Regions from separate parts of the Sus scrofa genome. Here region 2 is linked to region 1. Evidence: chromatin contacts called from public promoter capture Hi-C data. All regions are on one chromosome and are shown on one strand. The core of a region is the stretch at or near the end of the contact, and the rest is flanking DNA. Distances in the headings are between cores, read along the strand shown.

Region 1 (6,336 bases), core at 1,688-4,187:
AGCAGATAAGCCACATCGCCATGAAGAATGCCCATGGTCCTGCCTGGAGTTGAGGGGGCAGGACGGGGCTTCCAGGGAACCCCGGGCTCCCTGGGGCAGCTGTCACCCCCAGGTCTAGGGTGGAAAAGCCTCTGCCTGCCTCACCCCTCCCCTGGCCTGCCAGCCTCACCAGCCCTTCCACCTTCCGCAGAAGCGGCACCACCCTCCCCTGGAACACTGAGTTCCCTGTTGTGGACTCTGGGAGGGCCCTGGACCAGGTGCAATATGTGCTGCATTGGGGGTGGGGGAGGGGAAACTGGGATGGAGGGTCAAAAACGGAGAGAAAGAGGGGGAAAAAAGGGACTTTCTGGAGCTTCCCCCTAAAGCATGCCAGCCTTTTCCTCTGATAAAAAGCAAAAGGAGCAGGGGGGTTTTTTGTTTTGTTTTGGTTTTGCTTTTTAGGACCACATCTGCGGCATATGGAGGCTCCCAGGCCAGGGGTCCAATCAGAGCTACAGCTGCTGGCCTACACCACAGCCACAGCAACGTGGGATCCTTAACCCGCTGAGCAAGGCCAGGGACCGAACCTGCAACCTCATGGTTCCTAGTCAGATTCGTTTCCACCGTGCCACAATGGGAACTCCAGGGGCAGGTTTTAAAAATGAAATTAAATCAAATTCTGTCTGTTGGATTTGGTCAGTCCTCGGGATCCCACTTGACTGCCCTGCTCCTTCGGGACCATTGTGCAGCAGCAACCACAATAGGAAGCACCCACTGTGTGCTAGGTAGGCATCCTGCAAGGACTGGGCCTGGGAGCTAAAGCGGCCCACAGTCCTATTTGGGGGACTGGGGGTTTCCCAGGACACAAGACTTTCAGTACTAAACCCAGGACAGGCCCAGGCAAACTGGGACAGCTGGTCACCCTAGTAGGAGCTGACCATCCAGTAAAGTCAAGTGGCTAAGTCACAGCACAGCGTGGCTCGTGGCCAGTGGCACCTAGGAGTAGGTCCCTCTTAGAACCAGAAACACCTTCTCAGCACTCAGCCCCCTTTCTGAAAAGACCCCAGTGCCTGTTTCTTTCTTTTATTTGTCTCTTTTTAGGGCCCCACCCACAGCATATGGAGGTTCCTAGGTTAGGGGTCAAATCAGAGCTGTAGCTGCTGGCCTACACCACAGCTCACGGCAACACCAGATCCTTAACCCACTGAGTGAGGACAGGATCGAACCTGTGTCCTCAAGGATACTAGTCAGCTTCATTTCCACTGAGCCAGGATAGGAACTCCCCGGCAGGTGTCTGTTTCCATGATGCCACCCCAGGCCAAGCCTAAGCCATCAGGATGGACAGGCAGTGGTGCTGAGACTGGGCTCTCTCTGTCGTTTGCTAAGGTTGCTCTCACTATATCAAGCTGCAGGAGGCTGTCCACTGACTCCGTAGGCCAAGGTCAGCTAAGGACAGGCGATCAGTTTGCCCTTGTGGGCCTTTCTCTTGGTGACACCGCCTCTGGCTCAGAACAAAGGCTCCTCGTTTTGTTTGGGCGCTGAGGGTTGAACAAGTGTGTGCTGCCACCTGCTGGCCACAGAGGCTATTTTGAGGTGGTGAACTAAAGCCTCAGAGAGTTGGTAATATATGAGCCCAGGGGTTGCTGAGCACAGGGCACAGCAAGGTCTCCCAGAGCACCCAGGGCCAGACCTCTAGGGAGAAGCATCCGAGGACCCCCTCAAAGAGCACTGGAAGCCCCCACCCCCAGGGGCTGCCCTCTCTCAGTCGGGCCCTGGATGCCGAGAATTCCCAGCTAACATGAGCACTCTTTTAGCTACAATACAATCCTCTGGGCCCCAGGGGTGTGCTGGAAAGAGCTGCACAGAAGTCAATGATTAAATATTCAGGAATTTTACATGCTGCCATAACAGCTTGAAATTGATCACGCTGGGAGCATTTACACCATGGAAATTGGCAAATGCTACACATTAGAGCTCTCCCCATCCTACCCGCCCCAGTGGATTTGTCAGCATGTCCCTGCAAAGCTCCCACCACATTTCAAATATTGTCACCTGGGAGAGAGAAAGCATCAGCATCAGGTTTTCTCAGATAAATCACCAAGGATGGAATCAGTGTCAGAGAGAAGAGGTATATTCTGAAAGGAGGGAGCTTGTAGGGAACACTTTTTTTTAAACTAAGAACAACTATTTAATAGCTGATGGCCCTGGCATCAGAAACACCTGGATTCAAGTGACAGCTCTTCTGCTTGCTAACTATAGGACAGTAAGCAAATGGCTTCACCTCTAACTCCCAGTTTCTCTCTCTCAAGTGGGGGTAATATTAGCTTCTACCTCAAATGGTAGTTGTGAGATGACGTGGTTAAACGCTTAGCACATGGCCAGGCACACGGTGCTCAATGCATGTGCAACGTTATCAGTTATTGATTAGAATCACAACTCACGACTGACCCTGCCATCACCCTACTAAAACCAGTTTCACCTCTAGGTGTCCTCCACAGAGTTAGGGGGTGGGGATTGGTCCCTCCATCCTCCCCAAGAGCTAAATTTTGACCTCCCCCCCAACCTTTTTTAGGGCCACACCCATGGCATATGGAAGTCTCCAGGCTACCAGCCTACGAAACAGCCACAGCCATGCCCGATCCAAGCCGCATTTGTGACCTACGCCACAGCTTGCAGGAATGCCATATCCTTAACCCACTGAGGGAGGCCAGGGATTAAACCCGCATCCTCATGGACTCTATGTTGGATTCTTAACCTGCTGAAGCACAATGGGAACGCCCTAGCAGCTAAATGTTGACATCAGCCTGACTTTTGGCTATTCATCTGTACTTGTTCCCTACAGTTATAGGGCACGGTGTCCCCTGGAACAGAGACACAAGGTGATAAGGGAGCACCTGAATGGAAAAGCATTAAAGACGCAAACAGTGGACACTGGCCAAAGGGCGGAAGATCTGTAAATGGATTTCTAGCTAGTGTGTAAGTTCAGAAAGGGCAGGATTCAAATCTAAGTTCAAAGGGCAGGACTGAGCTGCAGAGCGGGCTACGGCTCCAAGGAAGAGGTGCACCTGGGGACTGGGCATGAATTCGAAGAGCTCACGCAATGGCCCATCTGAATTGGGCTCCATCTGAGTTGACAAATGTGGGTCCCCCTTCCACAAAAGGGTCTGTGTGAGGGAATGGAGTGGGGCTGGTAAGGATGGCTGGCCTCCCTTTTTTGTTTGTTTTAAGGATCAAAATGTGAGGAGGCATGAAAATCAAAGCTTGGGGGGCGGGGTTAAAAGGAAACTAAATTACCTAGATAAACCTTTCCTCTTTCAGTTGAGGAACCTCAGCCCCAGAGCAGCAAGGAGGCTTTTGCCCAGGGTCTCATGACCAGGGTGTCGTGGCACTTAGGCTGGCCCAGTTCCCTGCCCGTTATTTTTCTGCTCTACCACAGAAGCTGTCCAGATAAAGACCATCAATTCCCAAGGCTACATCAAGTTTTGGAAAATATAAGGTCATAGCGGCTGCATGGAGAGCTGTGTGTTTATTTTTATCCTGGCCATCATAAAATTATTGTATGCTTCTGCAACCAAAGAAGAAAAACATGCTGTCAATTTCCAAAGTTTAAATTCTAGGAGTTCCCATTGTAGCACAAGGGAAACTCATCCGACTAGGAACCAGGAGGTTGAGGGTTCAATCCCTGGCCTCACTCAGTGGGTTAAGGATCCAGCGTTGCCAGGAGCTGTGGTATAGGTTGCAGATGTGGCTCAGATCCTGCGTGGCTGTGGCTGTGGCTGTGGTGCAGGCCAGCAGGTGTAGCTCCCATTCGACCCCTAGCCTGGGAACCTCCATATACTGCAGGTATGGCCCTAAAATGCAAAAAAAAAAAAAAATTTAATTCTATACATCTTTCTATCCATTATTTAGATTTTCCCCTCCTCTGTCCACTGTCATACTTTTTCCTTGGGAAAAAATAAAAATGGCTTATCCTTAAAAACTACTATATGTAAAATAAATAACCAATAAAGACCTACCGTACTGCACAGTGAACAACTTTCAGTATCCAGTTAATAACCCATAGTGGGAAAAGCACATGGAAAAGAACGCATGTGTATAACTGAATCGCAGTGCTGTACACCAGAAACTCACACAACGTTGTCAAGCCACTCTACTCCAGTTTGAAAAGAAAAAGAATTTTAATGGCTTTTCCAATTTCTGTTGGGGCTGAGAAGTCTCGTTAGGGTCACCCATTCTCACGCCAGATGGTGACTGGCTAGATTTTCTTGCAGTAGATAAGACTTGGGGCCACAGGCTGTTGAAAGGCCTTTTGTTTGTGGACTCCAAGGGGGCCCGCTCAGTTTATCTCATTCATGGTGTGACCCTACTTTTCTGAGTCGCCCAGTTGAGGCCTGGGCCAAAACACGACGGAAGGGACTGTGCTTGCCTTCATTCCGACCCGCTTTCACCTCCCTGAGCTGGTGAAGGTTATGACTACAGCCCAATTCTCGAGTGACTCACTCCAGGAAAAGGACATGTGACAAGGACCTGGCTCTCATGGGACTGCTCGCCAGCAGGGCCGAGACAGGGATGGCATTGTTCGAGGAAGCTTCAGGAAGTCAAACATCCGGAGACGAGCGTGCATGGTCCACTCACCCCACAGGCTGGGAGAGAATGTATTTTTCCCCGCTGATCAATCTGTGTATTTACCCCTGCAAGGGCATTTAGAGGACTTCTGGAATGTTTGCCTCCTCCAGTCTCAAATGCGGCGCGTTCTCAGTGGGCCAGGAAAGCAAGGGACCTGCCTTCCTAGAGCCCTGCTACGTGCTGGATGCTTGACCTGTTGTCACATTCGGCTCCATCCCCCCAACACACTTTGGGATAAGCAGCACCACTGCTCCCCTTTTACAGATGAGGAAATGTAGGCGCACAGATGTTGAGGCGTTTGGCCAGGCCCCGCCAGCCCCTAAATGGCAGACCCAAGAGTCAAACCTGGGTCTCGGTTGACATTGAAGGGTACTGCCAATGCCAGAAAAGGGGGTCCTTCCCTGCAGGTGCCCAGCCTTCTGATAAAATAAATGTTCCTCTTGAGGTGTGGGGAAGCCATTCGGGCTTGTATGTGATTTAACGTGAATTTTTTGTGGCCTCTCAAACATACAAGGACACGGTGACCAGATGTAAAGAATTTTTTTTTGGAGGGGGGGGGGCTACACCTGTGGCATATGGACACTCCCAGGCTAGGGGTCAAATCAGAGCTACAGGTGCGGGCCAACGCCACAGCCACAGCAACAAGGGATCAGCCACATCCGTAACCTACACCACAGCTCACGGCAACACTGGATCCTTAACCCACTGAGCGAGGCCAGGGATCGAACCTGCAACCTCATGGTTCCTAGTCGGATCCGTTAACCACTGCGCCATGATGGGAACTCCTCTTCTATGCTTACTGATTATTGGTTATTTTTGTCAACATTTCCTCTGAGACGAGTCGAAGCAGCCACGGACTGGATGCTTCTGAAAGCTGAGTCTCTCCACCGCCTTCCAAACACAGCTTTGTTCTGACTGCTTTCTCTCCATCTGTTTAAGACCCCTGCAGAGTCCACTTTCCCCCAAAGATTTCCCGAGCAGGCAGTTCCAAGAGGCTTCTCCCCCTTTCTCTCTTGCCCTCTAACCCGCTCAGCCTGTGCTCAGCCCTCACCTAGAAATAGTGCAGCTCTTCAAACTTTGCACATGCATGTGTCAACTCGCAGTGATGCTCAACTCCTCAAGGGCATGGACAACCGCCTCGGGGGCAGCCCTGAGCCGCTCAGAAACAAAAAACACGGAGCTGCTGCTCATAAACACGTACTGGTTAATTTTCAATTTCCTTTAAGTAGAGAAACACAGAAAACTCAGACAGGTGGTTGTTCTCTCTGGCTCTTTAGCCAAGATGCACCTTTGCACCACAGTTCTAGACCTTTCCCCAACTTCCCTGGGGGTCGGGGGGTGTCTCAGAGGAGACTGCCATTGCCCGGCAGGAAATCCACGCCATCCGCCAAGCCTGGGCGGGGCCCGGGGTGATGGGGGCACCTGCATACTGTGTCCTGGGGGCTGGGTGGCGGGGGCCCAGCTTTCCCGCAGCCTGGCTTGTCCCCTTAGTCTGGGTGCTGGTGTCCTGCCCCTTCCCAGGCACTCCGCCACGACGGCCTACCACACTGGCCTCCAATAACACCTCGGATCTCCTCCAGTGACACATCTGCGGGCACAAACCCCAGATCTCATCCTCTTCCCTGCTGGGATTCTGTGTGTTTTCTTTCCCCTTAACTTGCTGTCTTTCCCCTCTGAGCAGGGCATTTACCTCCAACCCTGTGAGAATGATGAGGTCTGAGCACAGCCGTC
Region 2 (6,336 bases), core at 2,109-4,608, 97 kb before region 1:
TCCCGTTGGTTTCCTCGACCTCCTGTCTGTGGTACAAGAGTAGCCTGGCATCCAGGGCCTCGTCCCTGTGCCAGCCTGTCTTCCCAGCCTTCTACCCATCCGGGCTTACGTTAGAGACCTCAGTACTCCCCTGCCTGCATATTTGGGGTGGCTGTTCCCTGCCACCCCATCTGGCCCAATAAGTCTTCCAAGATTGGCTTCCACGGGGCTTGTCCCCGTGTGCAGCGGCACCCCTTCTTTGGCACTGTTGTCACCTCTGCCCCCCACAGATTATAATCGCAAGGCATGACCACAGCATAGATTATGATCACGAAGCATGGACGCCGTGTCCTTTCTGACATTGTATTCCCGCCCCCCGCAGAGCTGGCACCGAACAGGGGCGAGCCTTGTCCAAGCTGAATTCTGTCACCTCGGGCCATTAAGAGGCAGCCAGGAGGATCAGAGCTCTCTTAAAAAAAAAAAAAAAAAAAGTCGGAAAATCTCGCAACAGTCTGGGGCCGCAGGACATCTCTTGCTGTGACCAGAGAACCTGGTCCCAAGAGGGTCTAGCCAGTGTGGAGGGTGCCTGAGTTACTCTGGTGCCCAAGTCACAAGAGGTCATTGTCTAACAGTTGTGCAGGACACACAGGACAGGACAGGAGGAGATGCCAGATCTCTGCCCTGGACCAGCCTTCCTCGCGTGGCGGCTGTGGGGGGCTGGTAGTCGGCAAAGCAGCCTCGGTGGGAAGCTGCCCCAGGCACCTGTCTCCAGGCCAGGGACAGGCAGCCACCCCGGGGCCCCAGGGGCCTCGGATCTCTGCTAGGGCTCAGCTTCTTCATTCCCCAGCTCTGAGGCCCAATGCACACCTGACTGTCCCAAATTCAAGGGGTGATTGAACTGGTGGTGACCCACCCTGGCAGTTCTTTATCTTCAAATGCCGGGACAACAGACAGATGATGTGAGCTTCTTAAATACTTTAGAAAAGGAAGAAGAAAAGTGGCCAGTTGCTCTAGGACTGTCAAAAGAAAAAAAAAAATTGTTTAAAAATCTAAGCTTACCTACAAACCAGTTGTCCTGGAAACTCACTGAAAATGGGCCGTCCACTCAGTACTTCGCCGTCACTGTCATTGGCATCTCCTTCCAGGCTGAGCAGTTCGTTGCTGATGTGCAGTCTCTCTCCCATCCCCTGAACCTGTGTGCACGTATAACTCGGCTCCTGCTTTTCTCCCCAGACCTACCTGGTGGTTCTGTGCCTTCCCCTACTCGCTCCTCATCTTCGTCTATGACGAAGTCAGGAAGCTCATCATCAGGCGACGCCCTGGCGGTGAGTACAGGCCTTTTTAGGTGGGGGTGGAGGGAGGGCTGTGGGTGGACTAGCTTCTGCTTGGACGAGTCTGGACCCCTCAGCAGCCGGTCTGCTTGACTAAGGCCCTCGGAAACCAGCTGTGAGCGGAGCCCAGTCCCAGCGCATCCTCAGGCTGGCGATCTCGGCTGCGGTTTCAGAGCTGAGCAAAGGCAAACCCAATAGGAGGCAGTGGAAACTTGGTCAGAAATCCACACCATTTCTCCAGTTAACACGTGTACTCTTAAAAACAAATAAATACGATCGAGGGCCCCGTATTGAATTTGAATTAAGCACCCCCCACCTCACTCCCCACTGTCTTTGTTCCCCTGACGTCCAGTTTCCTCTCGCGCTGCCCCCTGCAGACGAGGGAGGCTGACCGTAGCTTCTCTCTCTCTCTCTCTCTCCGCTGCCCACAGGCTGGGTGGAGAAGGAAACCTACTACTAGACCCCCTCCTGCACGCCGTGGAGCATCACGCCACATACTCCGCCCCCGCCCCCACCCCCCCTTTGTGTACTTCAGTCTCGGAATTCGGAATTCTACCCTGGTAGGAAAGCACCGAAGCATGTGGGGAAGCGAGATGTCCCGGAATGAAGCATGTAGCTATATGGGGGGGAGGGGGGAGGGCTGCCTGAGAAACATCCGTCTGTGGGAACGACCGCGGGGAAGGTTTTTATGTGCCTTTTTGTTTTTGTAAAAAGGAAAACTCGGAAAGACTGAAAGAATACATTTTATATCTGGATTTTTACAAATAAAGATGGCTATTATAATGGAATTCGTCTGGTGCCCTCCTCACGCCTGGGGTCCAGACGTCTGGGTGGGCTGGGTCAGGAGCAGGGAGGGTCCCAGCGCATGCGCCCTGGGCTCGCCACGTCACCGGGGAACTTGTTAGCACTGCCAGCCCCTGGGCACCCACGCAGAGGCTAACCAGCCGCCTGTGGACTAAGTCTCGAGGTGACTCTGACGCACACTCGGGTTGGAAAAACCACAAAATATGTAGACACTTTCTGCCCATGCCCTTGGAAGTCTGAGGAGCCGAGCTTACCTGCTCCATTCTCCCGTGGGCTGCTGCGGGTCCTGTGGCTGAAATGCCCCCATCACGGACGTACCTGTCAGGGATTTTCAAGCCGTCAGAGGCGGCCCTCCTCTTCCCATCCTCGTCCCAGCCCCACCTGTGCCCTCAAATCAACACCACCACCATCCTCAAGCATCTCTAGACCAAGCTTGTCTGAGAAACGGAAGCCTGTGGACATAGTGGGATCTGTGTGCACATCCCAGCGTGCTTCTCTCCACAAAACTTGTTCTAATTTGGCATCAGCTAGCTCTCTTTTAGAAAGTGGTTCTGTGCTAGAAGATACTTAAGAAAAAAACAAGTGAACGAGATCTGTTTACATCAGAGTCAAGTCAAAGAACACCGCCTTCCTGCTTCCAAAGAGGTGGATGGAGTAAACGGCCCCTCAGCGCTGGCCTGAGTGCTGCTTACCCATACATCAAGACCATCCAGGCTTCGTGCAGACATAATAAGTAGGGGGGGGGGTCCTTATTTCTAGCTCCAATCATCATGATCTGCCAGGTGATCAGAGACTGGGTTCAAGTTGGTTTTACTTCTCTGAAAAGCTTAGTGCATTGTTCACCCTTCTGTGCTGCTCACTGGTAAGTTGTGTAGACAGGAAGGGAACAGGTGATTCCCAGACACTCACCGGGCATTGCCCCAGCCTATCCCTCTAGGGGAACTGGGAGGGCAGGGTGGTCTCTGCCTTCTTAGTCCAATCCGCCAGCTCTTTCTCGGGACGTTTCTTCCAGAATGGCCTCTATACCTGCAGGCAAATCATTTTTAAAGAAAGTGGTTTGTTCAGACCAACATAAGGAGCCAGGATAAAGCTAAGAGCTAAGATCCCAGGCCCAGAGGGCAGGGAGACAGTGGATACTGGGGCCCCCTGAGGACGGCGGTTCAGGGCACCCATGGTGCCGTGTGCTTACACTGGCACGGCCTTGTCGGAGGCATGCCCTCCCCTCCCCTCCTCCCCACACGCCTGTCTTCTGGCTCCCCTGGACCGCTGCCCAGTGAACGCACTAATGAAGGTCATGGGTATTCCCTGTCTTCAAGGCATGTGAAGCAGCCTGGGAGTGTAGACGTGAGGTGACCCCGGCCAGCTTCCTGGCCAGCGCTCCTCAGCCACCCTGGACTTGGGGTGGATGGGGGGTAGGGTAGAGCAGGACGAGGACAGGCCAGAACCCCGCCCTCTTTCCGCCAGACTATCTCTGCCTTTTTCTGTTCCACAGTCCTTTGAATAAAAACTTTCCCAGCCAAACGTTTGATCTACAGGCCTCAGATAAGGGACAGGAAACCTGGCCCCAAGCCAAGCCTGAAGGGCCAGATCTTTCCAAGCTTCCTCCAGGCAGCAAGTTTCTGGGCCTCCTTTCACCCTTTGAGACTCAAACTCTGACGTCAGCCTGTCAGTGGGGGCTAAAACTTGCTCCAGAAGGGAAACAGCTCCTATAGACTGACCCCAGCCCCCGTCTGCCCCAACACATCACCACCTGAGCCCTCCGGACCCAGCCCAGGCACCTCTTGAGCCCTGACCGCATGTGCCCTGGGCCACCTCATTATCTCAGCTCTTGCCTTTCAGTGTCCTTACTGGTTGCTGGTGTCTTTAGCCATCGCCTTCCTTTCAGGGACAGGCTCTTAAGAGCAGGAACCATCTTCTTGCCTCTGCTCGCTCACCGCCTGTCATCCCTGCACCACCTCCTGCTGGCTCCCATTAGCACTGGTCCACCTCAACTGTCCTGGTGGCGGTCACCACTGTTTGTTCATCCACTGGACACCCCCCAAGTCCTCCCCCGGCCTCTCCAGCACCTGTGATTCCATCACACGCTTCCTGATCACAGCCATCTTACCTTTCCATTGTCACCTCTGCCCATTCCTTACCCTGTACCTCATCTTCACCTGCCCCTGGGCTGCTAGTTTCCTCGGAGAGGTCCCCACCCCTCTCCTGACTCATATTCAGCCTGGGGTCTCACAATCAACCACCTACGTGATGCGTTGCAACTCTCCAGGCTGGTCCCCCCTCCTGAGCCCCAGTCCTGTAAATCCGGTTGTCGCCTTGACATCTGTATTTGTTCAGAAAGAGCACAGCACACTGTAGTCTCAGCCCCAGTGACAAACCTGAGTTTGAGCTCCCTCAAAAGCGACCTGCTGTAGGCGATGACATCTGTCACCCTGCTTCCCACTTCAGAACCCTGGAAGTCACCGAGGCACCTCGCTCTGACTTTGCTGCTGCCTCATTACCCCACCCATCACCAAATCCCCAACATCTGCTGGTTCCAGTGTGTGGCTGAGAACACGGGCTTTGTGTCATAAAAGCCTGGACACAGTGGCCCTGTCACCGACTGGCCATGGGCACAGAATTTAGTTTTGTGTTTTTGTTTTTGTCTTTTTGCCTTTTCTAGGGCCCCTCCTGCAGCATATGGAGGTTCCCAGGCTAGGGGTCTAATTGGTGCTATAATTGCTGGCCTACACCAGAGCCACAGCAACACAGGACCCGAGCCGCATCTGTGATCTACACCACAAGCTCACGGTAACACCGGATCCTTAACCCACTGAGCGAGGCCAGGGATTGAACCCACAACCTCACAGTTCCTAGTTGGATTTGTTAACCACTGAGCCACGACGGGAACGCCCCAGAATTTAGTCTCTTTGTGCTTCACTTACTCTAGAATAAAGGTGGGGTTTCAGAGTTGTTAAAAGGATTATGTGAGCTCACACGAAGGGATCAGCACCACAGCTGGTGCTATATACACCTTTTCCTCTGCCACCACTGCCCTTCCCTTCGGGCCATCTGCAACAGCCTCCTGGGCGCTCTCCTTCTCCTCCACCTTCCTCTCAAGCAGTGGCCCTCAGAGCGTCACCTCTAGACCGGCATCACCTGGAAACTTGATAAAAACATGCATTCTGGGAGTTCCCGTCGTGGCGCAGTGGTTAACGAATCCGACTAGGAACCATGAGGTTGCGGGTTCGGTCCCTGCCCTTGCTCAGTGGGTTAAGGATCCGGCATTGCCGTGAGCTGTGGTGTAGGTCGCAGACGCGGCTCGGATCCCACGTTGCTGAGGCTCTGGCGTAGGCCAGGGGGCTACAGCTCCGATTCAACCCCTAGCCTGGGAACCTCCATATGCCGCAGGAGCAGCCCAAGAAATAGCAAAAAGACAACAACAACAAAAAAAAAAAAACAAAAAACAAACAAACAAAAAAAACATGCATTCTGATTCAGACCTGCTGAATCAGAAACTCTGGGGAGGGAAGGGAGAACCAGCCATCTGTTTGGATACACCTTACAGGTGATTCTGACGTGTGTCAAAACCTGCACACCAAAGCTCTACCCCTTCCTCCAAGCTCCACTTGGCTGCCTCTCACCATTCATGTCTTCACCCTTGACCTTGGCACACAAACCCTTCTCTGCCCAGCCCTTCAAACCCCTAGGCTGTTGTAACATGTTCCACACTGCTTCCCCTGCCATCCTACAAGTCAGTCCCCTTGGCATCCCTCTTCCAACCCAACCGTGGCCCAACCTGTATTCTCTTGGTGAATCAACTCTCCTTTCCAGGTACCATTCAGGCCTTGCTCCTTGGGAAAGGTTCAGTGCCCCCCCCCCCCCAGGCCTCTGCTTCTTGGCTTGGCTCCTTCCCAGGGAACTAGAGTTCCTGAGTACAAGGTCCAGGCCATACCCTCCCTGACATCTGGCATAGTCAGAGCTTCCGCAATGACTGAATGAATGAACGAATACTCATTATCACACTTGTTTGTAACATTTCACCCTCACCTTGAGTTTGTTTTTGGATCAGCCCTGACATGACCCAGAGGAAATGCGTGCCTAGGCTTGCCAGCAATCTATGAGTTAGGGCCTCTCTCCATCTCTCAGGCCTCTGAAATTGGAAATCAAGGATTATTAAGAACGAATCAGGGATTATTAAGAACGAATTAGGACGGCAAGACATGGACTGGGAGCCTAAGGCAAG

The links. Promoter capture Hi-C pulls out the DNA fragments that hold promoters and counts their contacts.
Region 2: a contact with region 1 is called in a promoter capture Hi-C map of liver, with 5 times the contacts expected there. A contact is called at or near these places in 2 of 5 promoter capture datasets (fetal liver and liver), 8 of 47 Hi-C or Micro-C datasets (brain, embryonic fibroblasts, epiblast stem cells and 4 more) and 1 of 2 datasets of targeted methods (alveolar macrophages).

The regions. Positions count from the first base shown.
Region 1 is chr4:104,251,777-104,258,112 of Sscrofa11.1, reverse strand. The region is part of intron 1 of LOC110260339 (a long non-coding RNA gene); the gene reads left to right. Among named protein-coding and RNA genes, the nearest start is that of CD58, 84 kb to the right of the region's middle.
Region 2 is chr4:104,349,268-104,355,603 of Sscrofa11.1, reverse strand. It overlaps LOC110260338 (a long non-coding RNA gene), which reads right to left. Exons shown (of 5, transcript XR_002343472.1): 4 at 3,024-3,140; 5 at 1,821-2,432. ATP1A1 (ATPase Na+/K+ transporting subunit alpha 1) reads left to right here. Exons shown (of 23, transcript NM_214249.1): 22 at 1,213-1,304; 23 at 1,742-2,095. The coding sequence ends at 1,770. Among named protein-coding and RNA genes, the nearest start is that of ATP1A1, 32 kb to the left of the region's middle.